Regions from separate parts of the Mus musculus genome. Here regions 1 and 3 are each linked to region 2. Evidence: chromatin contacts called from public HiCAR-type and HiChIP or PLAC-seq data. All regions are on one chromosome and are shown on one strand. Each heading gives the region's core, a stretch centred on a gene start, on an enhancer-like site or on the middle of the called end of the contact. The rest is flanking DNA. Distances are from core to core; before and after follow the strand shown.

Evidence for each region. HiCAR-type assays count read pairs that join an accessible place to other places. HiChIP or PLAC-seq counts read pairs in DNA pulled down with a chosen protein or histone mark.
Region 1: an H3K27ac HiChIP or PLAC-seq map of embryonic stem cells shows a contact between it and region 2, with 7 times the contacts expected there. The contact joins two enhancer-like sites. A contact is called at or near these places in 2 of 39 promoter capture datasets (cranial neural crest and embryonic stem cells) and 8 of 115 datasets of contacts at active chromatin or transcription factors (the HL-1 cell line and embryonic stem cells).
Region 3: a contact with region 2 is called in a HiCAR-type map of the HL-1 cell line, with 49 times the contacts expected there. The contact joins two enhancer-like sites. A contact is called at or near these places in 2 of 39 promoter capture datasets (cranial neural crest and second pharyngeal arch cranial neural crest) and 2 of 115 datasets of contacts at active chromatin or transcription factors (the HL-1 cell line and embryonic basal ganglia).

What each region holds. Positions count from the first base shown.
Region 1 is chr9:50,122,730-50,125,826 of GRCm38.p6, forward strand. No RefSeq gene overlaps it. Among named protein-coding and RNA genes, the nearest start is that of 2310003N18Rik, 110 kb to the right of the region's middle. Within about 2 kb of position 1,677, at least 15 of the 459 cell types and tissues checked have an H3K27ac peak or open chromatin away from gene starts, as enhancers often do. A contact at or near this core is called in embryonic stem cells, where this site is marked.
Region 2 is chr9:49,532,523-49,535,615 of GRCm38.p6, forward strand. All of the region lies in intron 13 of Ncam1 (neural cell adhesion molecule 1), which reads right to left. The region is part of intron 2 of Gm11149 (predicted gene 11149); the gene reads left to right. Among named protein-coding and RNA genes, the nearest start is that of Gm11149, 16 kb to the left of the region's middle. Within about 2 kb of position 1,784, at least 66 of the 459 cell types and tissues checked have an H3K27ac peak or open chromatin away from gene starts, as enhancers often do. A contact at or near this core is called in embryonic stem cells, where this site is marked.
Region 3 is chr9:50,139,162-50,142,252 of GRCm38.p6, forward strand. No RefSeq gene overlaps it. Among named protein-coding and RNA genes, the nearest start is that of 2310003N18Rik, 92 kb to the right of the region's middle. Within about 2 kb of position 1,815, at least 14 of the 459 cell types and tissues checked have an H3K27ac peak or open chromatin away from gene starts, as enhancers often do.

The sequences.
Region 1 (3,097 bases), core at 427-2,926, 590 kb after region 2:
CCAGATCTAGAAAATCAGTGCAAGTTGCCTACTGACAATATTGAAATATTGAAATATTGACCACAGAAGTCACTACAAAGGGACAGGGCTGTTGAATGTGGAATTACCTAAGGTTGGCAAAGGTAACCTTACCTGAGGGTTAAGTGCATGGGTCAGAATCACCTCATTCCTAATTGAAAAGAGGGGTAAAAATTTCCCTCATCCTGGCTGAGGAACTTAATCTGATGGAACAGATAAATACCATGCTGTTGTTATCCAAGCAGAGATCAGGTTCAGAAAGATGGTTGGTGGCATGGATTCTGTTGGAGTTAAGACAGGTGTTGGGCTATAAAGCAGAAATCAGCAACCAATTGATTATTGACCTAGGGTTGGGGCAAGGCTCCAAGATTGAGGTTCTGGGGGGAAACTGGCCCAATGAACAGTGCTGGGGGGGGGGGGGGAGATCCAAGAGCTGATTGCTTTTCTACCCCTGGAGCTCTGATAATTCCTTGCTGAACCTAGGTGGTCTAGCCTGCAGAGTGCAGTGAAGGCCACAGGCTTCTACCAGATCTTCCAAGCTCCACTCAGAGATGGGAAGTTCTAATAAAACACAAATCCTGATTCTCATTGGCTCGAGGACTGCGAAAGCCTGAGTGCACAGGGGACAAGCTATTATTGCTGGCAAAGGACTGTGCTGAGTCAGGCAGGGAAGCTAATAAGAGTCTACACACCAGGAGCCTCCAAATTCCCTCAATTTGGAGCCAGCTTCTTAGAGAGACAAAGTTGAAAGAGAGATACAAATATAGGGCCTGTGGTTTAATGGAGACTTTTTATTTATTTATGAATGCAACTGAATGAGAAGTATTGCAAAATACAAACATCAGATTATCTTCTCTTACATACTTAGTGGATAAAAATATAATGACATGAAATCCATTCTGTCCCAGGAAATTGGAGATAGACGGAGGTAATACCCATAGACCATCAAGAGGGAAAAAAAGCTATCTTGTGGTGTCATTAATTAAGCAGAGCATAAATATTTATTGATCATTACTATGTGCAAAACATTGCAGTAGGGGCTGTGTAAGATTTGAAAAGAATTAAAGGAGGCCTCCTGTGCATAGAGTTTTCTAAGCCAATGGTAGGGGAAGAGAGGGAAAAGGTGAAAAGCAATACTCATTAACCCTGCGGTTTCTGCCTGTGTTACCTGGACACCTTACGTCCACAGAAGGTCATTATGTTTACCTGTGCAGCAGACTGGAAGTGCTGGGAAATAACCCCTCCCCCTAGAAGCAGCCTTCCACCAACCACTCAACCCCGTTGCTACATAAATATCTCAGCCCTTTTGCCCCACAGGTGGGATAATTTTGAGCCATGGGGCTTTGTACCTTTTCCAAGCGTTCCCTCGTGGGATTAAGCTCTGGTCAACTGCTGTGCTGGTGGCTTAATAACTCAGCCTTTCTTCCTCCCCCTTCCCTCCCGTGGACTTCTCAAATAAATGATCTGCCCTTGAATCTCTGGTTCCAGAAGAAGGGTCTGAAGAGAAAGCAGAAAAAGACAAGTGGGGAAAGAAGAAGAAATGCTGCTGCGTCTGAGGACACAAACAAGACAGCCACCAGCTGCGTACTCTGAGACCCATCCCTGCGTCTAAGGCCTTTTCTACTCTGCTGATTGTTTAGCATTACAATGGTGGGGATGGGCAAGGCATCTGTGAGAGATCTGCAGTCAGCCTGACAGGAAGCCAGCTCCCATCCTCCAGCACATCACTCTCAGCTTTGTGGCCACTCAGTCATACTTCTCTTACTGCCCCACACCCCTCTGCTAGGTAGACTGCGCTCCCACTGGCTCACTATATAAAGGTGATGGGTGTGTCTGTTGAGTGGAAGGCATGAACCTAGTGGAGAAGATGCCAACAGGCCAAGGACAGCTCAAGGTTAGCTTTAAACGGAAGGAAGGATACAGCTTTACTGGGGGTTCAGAGGGAGGAGGGAGGGGATGAGTCCAGCAGTCTAATGGGAGGATAGAGATGTATGAATTCAGATTCAATGAAATCATGCTGTTGCATTGTGACTATCCATACTCCAAGAACCTTCCCCTTAGAGGGCAATGCTCCCCTCTGTGGATAGTATTAGTGTGGGTCTCTGCCCTGTCACCCACAGAGTTAGCATATGACTATCCTTGCTTCACCTCGCTGTGTTCCAATTGCAAACCCCCAGAATCTAACATCCAGCCCATGACAGTCAGTCAAACTCAGGCTCCTCGCAGGCTTCTCACGTCACTGAATGTACTTCAAAGGTAAACTCTATTACTGCATAACAAATTATTCCCAAAAGTGTGGCTTAAAATAACAACAAAAATAGTTATGTTGGGTTTGGTTTGGCATTTGGAAGCCCCTTGGCTGTGAGGTTCTGGCTCAGGACTTCTCACAAGGCTGCAGTCATGGTGTAAGACCTGCAGTTACCAGAAGGCATGGCTGGAGATGAGGACCATGCCCACATGATGTACTCACATGATTTGAAGCAAGAGCTTGTATTTTTATCACTATTGGCAGGACATGCCAGTTCCCCTACACACGGACTTTCCACAGGACACATTTTGAGTGGCAGTATTGCCTAATGGCTTGCATTTCCTCAAATCAAATTATATATAAACAGAAATAAGGTAACCCACAGTGTCTTTTAGACCCTGGAAAGTCATACACTATCACTTCCACAATATGCTGTTAGTCACAGGCATCTCCAACTCAATACAGGCAGGAAGCATCAAAGAGTGTAAGAACCAAGGCCAAACACCAGGAAGGATTTTGGAAGCTTGCTATCACGGTCATTCATGGACATTCAACTCCCTAGCACCAATGTCCTACGGTAGTCAGAGGCTGTGGTCATGGAAGCATCAGGGTGGATGCACACTGATACTGATCTCCAGTAACTTGTTGGGTTCTTCTCATTTTCTAAGCCTGCTCCTCCAGTCTCCTGTGAGTTCTTTTGGCTCTCACATCCTTACCAAGGGCAAAGTTAGTTTCTCCTGCTTGAAAACAAGAAGTATATCTAAGATAGATGGTATTGGTCTCTAGGCAGTGGTGGTGAGTTTATATGATAAGAGTTGGGGAGAAGAAAGA
Region 2 (3,093 bases), core at 534-3,033:
ATAGATTGTGTTTAATTAGTGAGAGTCATTCCGTGTTTGTCCTGGTCAAATAGGAGAGGGAGATGACTGAAGGACCCTGGGTAGATTCTGGCCAGAAAGGGACAGCTTGGAGGGTCTAATTCCACTTCCTTATGGCACACTCGTGATGTTCTTAACACCCTATGGGACTCCACAGAGTCAAGGCACACAGAAACGGAGAAGGCCACAGAGGTAAAGGACTAAGCACCTTCTTGGCAACTGAGGCTACGGCTGCATTAATACCAAATAGCAGGAACCAGCCCTGGTCCAGCACACAGAGGGTGGCATTAACCACACACTTGACTACTCATGGATCCAATGCTGCCTTCAGAGTTGCCAAGACTACATGGATAAGACAGGATCTCGAGGTTTACGGTGTAAACCAGGGTTTCAGTTCACCTATGTTCCTTTTGCCATGTGCTTTACCCCACATTACAGTTTGTGACTGAATGACCGACCCTAAGAGTCTTAAGTTTCCTAATTGTAACTTTCACAGGCCTGGGTGTTGGGGGAAGGAAGTTCTAGCTTTTGACAGTTGAGGTTAAGAGAAAAGGGAAAAGATGTAAGGTCAAGACATCTTTTGAAAGCATGCTTCTGTTGAATGAGCGAGAAGCGCTTTAGCTGTGAGTGTCATATCCCTGTCCCACTGTGAGCTGACAGAATGCACGGTCTTATGGTCTATCATGACACAGGTTCTTCCCAAGCAAGCCTGGAAGGGCTTATATGTGACAAGTAGTTTCTCTTGATACGCTTTATGAAAACTTCCTTCACCTATGGTTATAAACAGATTATTACCACACATAGATATACACACACACACACATATACACCACACACACACACACACACACACACACACACATACATATACACTCAGAAACACACATACACACAACTACACCTCTGTAGGAGATATTATTTAATTTCACCCGTGTTGTCTGACTGACTGACGGAGTTCTACATGACCCCAGCTACTCGGCTTCCTTTGCACGGTGGCTCACATCCTCTGCATCTTGATCCTATGGTGACTAATACATTCCTGCTAACTCAGGCTGCTGCCAATCGGGATACCCTATGCTTTATCTCACTGTCCTCTGGGACTTATGATTTGGGTCAGTAGTCAAGTGGTTCAAATAAAACAGACTCCAACCTCCTGCTCAGATTTCACAACTAAGCATCTTATCTGTGGGTAGAAATGTCTGAAGAAATATAAAAACCGAAACACCCGTCAGGGGAGAAATATTTCATTCCTCTTCAGGAGAAGTCTGGAGCCAAGATTGTGTTTCATTGACAGACAAGACCAAAGATGCAAAGCGGTGTCTCAAACAGGACAGGGTTGTGCAAATGGGTCCTGTAGCTTTCTCCTATTTCCTGGGACTTATATAGCAGGAGGGATGGGGGCGGGGGGAGGGGGGAGGGGGGGAGGGCGGAGCCACTGTGGTAGAGGGGAGTAGTTAGAAGAATTCCTCTTTCAAATGCAAATACACCACAAACAAACAAGAAAACCCTCCAACCCGTGCAAATGAGCCCAGCTTATTGTCATGCTTGTTCCTCTCACAAAACCAAACCACAAAGGCATCAGGAACTGAAAGTCATTGCAGCCACACACAGAGGACCACTGAGAAAGCAGCCCCCGTAGCTGTCTACCACAGGAGGAAAACAACAACAACAAAAAAAACCATTCCATGCAGTATACACAACCAGGAAGCACGGTTCTCCCCTCTTTAATTATGTATGGGAGGCCTTAGCCAGGGTGTGGGAGCTGAACTCCGTAGACCCGTCATCACCTGCCTTAGCTGACTGCTGCTTGGTGGGAGGCAGGACCAGCTCTCCCTGGCCTCCAGCCTCAAGTGCTGTAATATACACAGTCACAGTGCAAAGGCTCTTGTTGCCTAGCCGAGGGCCTTAGGCCCCCAGCACCCATGTGGCCTCACATCATTAAGGCCAGCCTGGATGCCTGCAGCTCGGACTCAGCCAGGTTTTCAGGCTAGTCTAGGGGGATGCTCTTGTCCCTTGGATCCTACTGTCTGGAGAGGACGTCTAGCCCTTCCAACCCAGCAGCCTAGGAGGTGGCATTGTTCTATTATTTTTCTAGCACCAAGTGTTCGGGGGACCAGAATGAAGGGGGACAGAGCTACAGGCTCTGTTGTGAGACACGGGCTGCCATGTTGTCAGGGGCACAGGTCCTTCTCCTTTTCTCTGAGCAGCTCTCTCCACTTCCTCTGGTTTCCTCTTGCTCCCAGGCCTTCCTCACTTTATTATATTGCGCTCTCTCTCTCTCTCTCTCTCTCTCTCTCTCTCTCTCTCTCTCTCTCTCTCTCTGTGTGTGTGTGTGTGTGTGTGTGTGTGTGTGTGTGTGTGTGTACGAGCACAATCCCATGAGGCATGAACAGTAAAACTGTGGGAAGGAGTTGCCATACTTTGCTCCCCCCCCATGTTTTCCCAATTCTTTTCTGTTTTAAACACAAATGTCAATATGGAAAGGTCTCCACAAGCACAAACAGCCACCCCTTATTCTTTTGGAGGCGACTCCATTTGCTTTCTTGGCTAAACAGACAGCATGCTTAGAAACCACTCAAGGCTGGGAGCCTCCATGCAGTCACACTGTAGACTGTGCTACTGCGAGCAGAGCAGAGGCGCTGCCCAGAGCAGCCGGCTCTGTACTCACTAGACAGGTCTGTGGTTGGAAGGACAGGAAGAGGCCAGGTTGCTATGGAAACATGAAGGTTGGAAAGGGCACTAAATGGTGAGGGCCAGAAAGGACATAAAACTCACATACCCAAAAGTACAAATTATGCATATCAGTGTGTGTATGTATATATATATATACACACACGTATGTATCAGAGACATATATATATATATATGTGTGTGTGTATATACACACACACATATGTATCAGAGACAGTGCGTCAGTCACTCATTCCTATTGCCCCAATTTATCAATATTAATATAAATATTTTGGAGAGCTTATCAAAGATAATCTTTTTTTTTTTTGCTTACAAAGGACTCATGCAGCAAGAGATAAGATATCCCCAAATACTTTTTTGGTTAAATCCAGTTACTAAATGCTG
Region 3 (3,091 bases), core at 565-3,064, 610 kb after region 2:
GTGGTGACCAAGAAGATGAGGACATTTGCTCCCTTCAGCTGCTCCACATCATGAAAGAAATCACTTGTAAGTTCTGAGATGTGATGCCCTTGCGGCCAAGAAGCGTTGCCACATTTCCCTCCCTACATCTTAGCATCAGCATTTCCAAATCTACAATAGAGTAGGAAGAACTCAACAGTTAATACTCTATACCTAGCAACCGGTTTCTACCATGAATGCGTTACTGCATATTTTCCTTGTTGTGTGTCCCTAGGTGTCAGCATTATTTCCTCTCTCTGAGTTTGCATAGCTAAATAGTGGGTAAATGAGGGTTCAAACCAGGTCAGGTCCTTACCCAAGCCTCTCTTCTTTCCACTACACTGCAGTTCGAGTGACCAAATATACCAGTGTGCCTGGCACTAATGTCTTTCTGTTTTCATGGTGTGGAGCCTAAAGTTGTTCACCCTAATCCCTGCATGATATTATTATTCTAGGGGAACTTAATGTGTGGCTTAAGGAAAGGGGTCTCCACATATGCACCATATTACTTCCTATTGAAACGGCTCTAAGTACAGAGCGATGGAACACTAAGAATTGGAGAGGATATGGAGCAGCTGGATCATGTATACACTGTTGATGGGAGGGTCAATGGATGCAACCACTTTGGTACATGGATGAATCTTAAAAATATGAATGTAAAGGTAAAAAGCCAGACACCAACGAGGCTATAACAAGTCTGGCCTTCAGTGGCAGACTTTAGAGAGGAGATCACTCCTGGGAAGGGAACAGGAAGTGTGGGCTGAGAAGTGAGAGGAGTCTTCCAAGGGTGTTAGACGTGTGCTGTGGCTTGATCCTGGGGTTCATTCACACGGGCACGTTCACTAAGCTGCATGCGGAAGGTGGAGTCAACCTTTCCTCCAGCGAGGTTATATTGAAGAGTTAGACAAAGGCAGAGACTAGCAGTCCAAAGACAAAATTTACAAGTGCAAAGAGGGGAGAGTAAAGGACAGTATAGACGGACACTACACTGAGGATGCCACTCAGTCCCGGGGGAACTGAAGACACGCAGTGTGCTTGCAACTTACCTTCCTACTCTGGAAAGTCTATCCACAGAGTCTGCTGGGACCAGGAATTTTCCACCACATCTTACAGGGCCAGAACAAGTAGCTCACAGGCAGAAATGGAAAGGGGGGGGAGGGAGGAAGGGAGGGAAAGAGGGAGGGAGGGAAAGAGGGAGGGAGGGAAAGAAGGAGGGAGGGAGGGAGGGAGGGAGGGAGGGAGGGAGGGAAAGAGGGAGGGAGGGAAAGAAGGAGGGAGGGAGGGAGGGAAAGAAGGAGGGAGGGAGGGAGGGAGGGAGGGAGGGAGGGAGGGAGGGAGGGAAAGAAGGAGGGAGGGAGGGAGGGAGGAAGGAAAGCTGCATTTTAAGAGTAGAAAAGTCACATGCCCTTAAGAAGCAGAAAGATTTTCCTCTCCTGTCTGAACTGAGGGTAAGTGGAGAAAACAGATTTAGGAATTACCCTGGGGGCAGCTTGTAGGAAATTAATAACCAGAAACAAAGTCAAAGCTGTTTATGTCTATCCCATCCCTAGAGAAAGAGTCCTGTTTGGGACATTTGGGTCTCCCTGGGAAAGGTGTGTCCCTGCTGAAGACAGGGACACGTGATCTCAGTGCCACATTTGTGCCTCCTGTGCACTCCTGCCAAGCTTTCCCCTTCTCTCCAGGTGCCCTCAGAGTCTAGCCCAGTGCACAGAGATTTCCTCCTTGGATGTCTGGTCCTGCAGACGAGAAAGGATTGCCAACTCACTCTGCTCTCCCTGAGTCCCACAACAGCCACCTCCAGCAGACAAAGGCTTCCCTCTCCCACAGAGAGCCGGGGAGGTCGGGGCAGGTGGGCGAGACAACCCCCATTCTTCTGGGCCCTCCTGGACCAGATACCTAGGCTCCGTCCTTTCTCTTTTCATTTTGTCTGGATTAGTTTCCCATTGCCTCATAATTCACACTTCCTGTCTAGGCTCCAAAGCCCATAGCCAGAGGATCCCTCCAGTGTGGAATGCCGCTTAATACCTTTAACATGCCTGCTTCTAAGGCTAAGAACAGGAGAAATACATATTTTCATGTTACATCTCTATCCATCTCTATATTTTTTAACATGTCATTGTGCCACTTTGTGCAAGATTGCCATTTTAAGTGGAGGGTTGGCCTCCCTCCAGGACTTGATGCATCGGGGTCAGGTGACCTCTACGGCAGCTGTAATTTTTCTGCTGAGCTTCCATAATTCGATGGGTTAGCCTGGGGAGTTTTCATCACCTCGGTGAGTTGCAGTGAGTAGCTCTTGAAAGGGAGGGGACAGCGTTTAAAGAGCAGGAATTCTTGCCTGCTTTCCTCTTCCTCCTCTCCATTTTCTAGGGAAAGGGGCAATTAAGTCCTTGTCTGGACTGAGGAAAGATTGAAGAATACTATGTACACACTGAACTCCTTAGGTGCCTGTGATATTGTTCACAGAAGCAAAGGCAAACAGAGCCACAGCCTTGATCATTTATAGCTACAGACTATTGGGAGCTGAAGCCCAAGGATGTTTACTGAAGCCAACCATAGATAACCACTTGCCTTTGTCTGGGGAAAAAGAAAAAAAGGAATCACTCCCTTGACATCTGTGTCAAGGTCATGGTCTAGACCTTCCTTGGACCCAGAAGGACTCAATCTGTAGACCCTGCAGCCCATCAGGACTGGACTGCCCAGAGCACGTGACCTCCCAGCCAGCAGCTTAAAAATGTAAAGTTGGAGGTTGGTCTTAAATTCATCTGTGAAGGAGTGTCAAATGAGAGAGACATCCTCCTCATGTCTGTGTGACCTTTGGGACTAGAATACAGAGGCTCTTTTCCCTGCTCCGCCCGCCACCCCAGGAGGACCCACAAATGTCCTCCCCTAGTGCTCTGGGGGTAACTGTACCTTGTGCCCAAGATCCTATGGTAAATCCCCCCTCCCTTCAAGTGCCTATTTAGAACCGGGAAAAGAAACAGAGGGGAAAATTATATAAAATATGTGTATTTTCTGCAATTCCTTTGGGTGATATCCCTAACAAGCCACAGCTGCAAGCAGCTCAGCTGAGCAA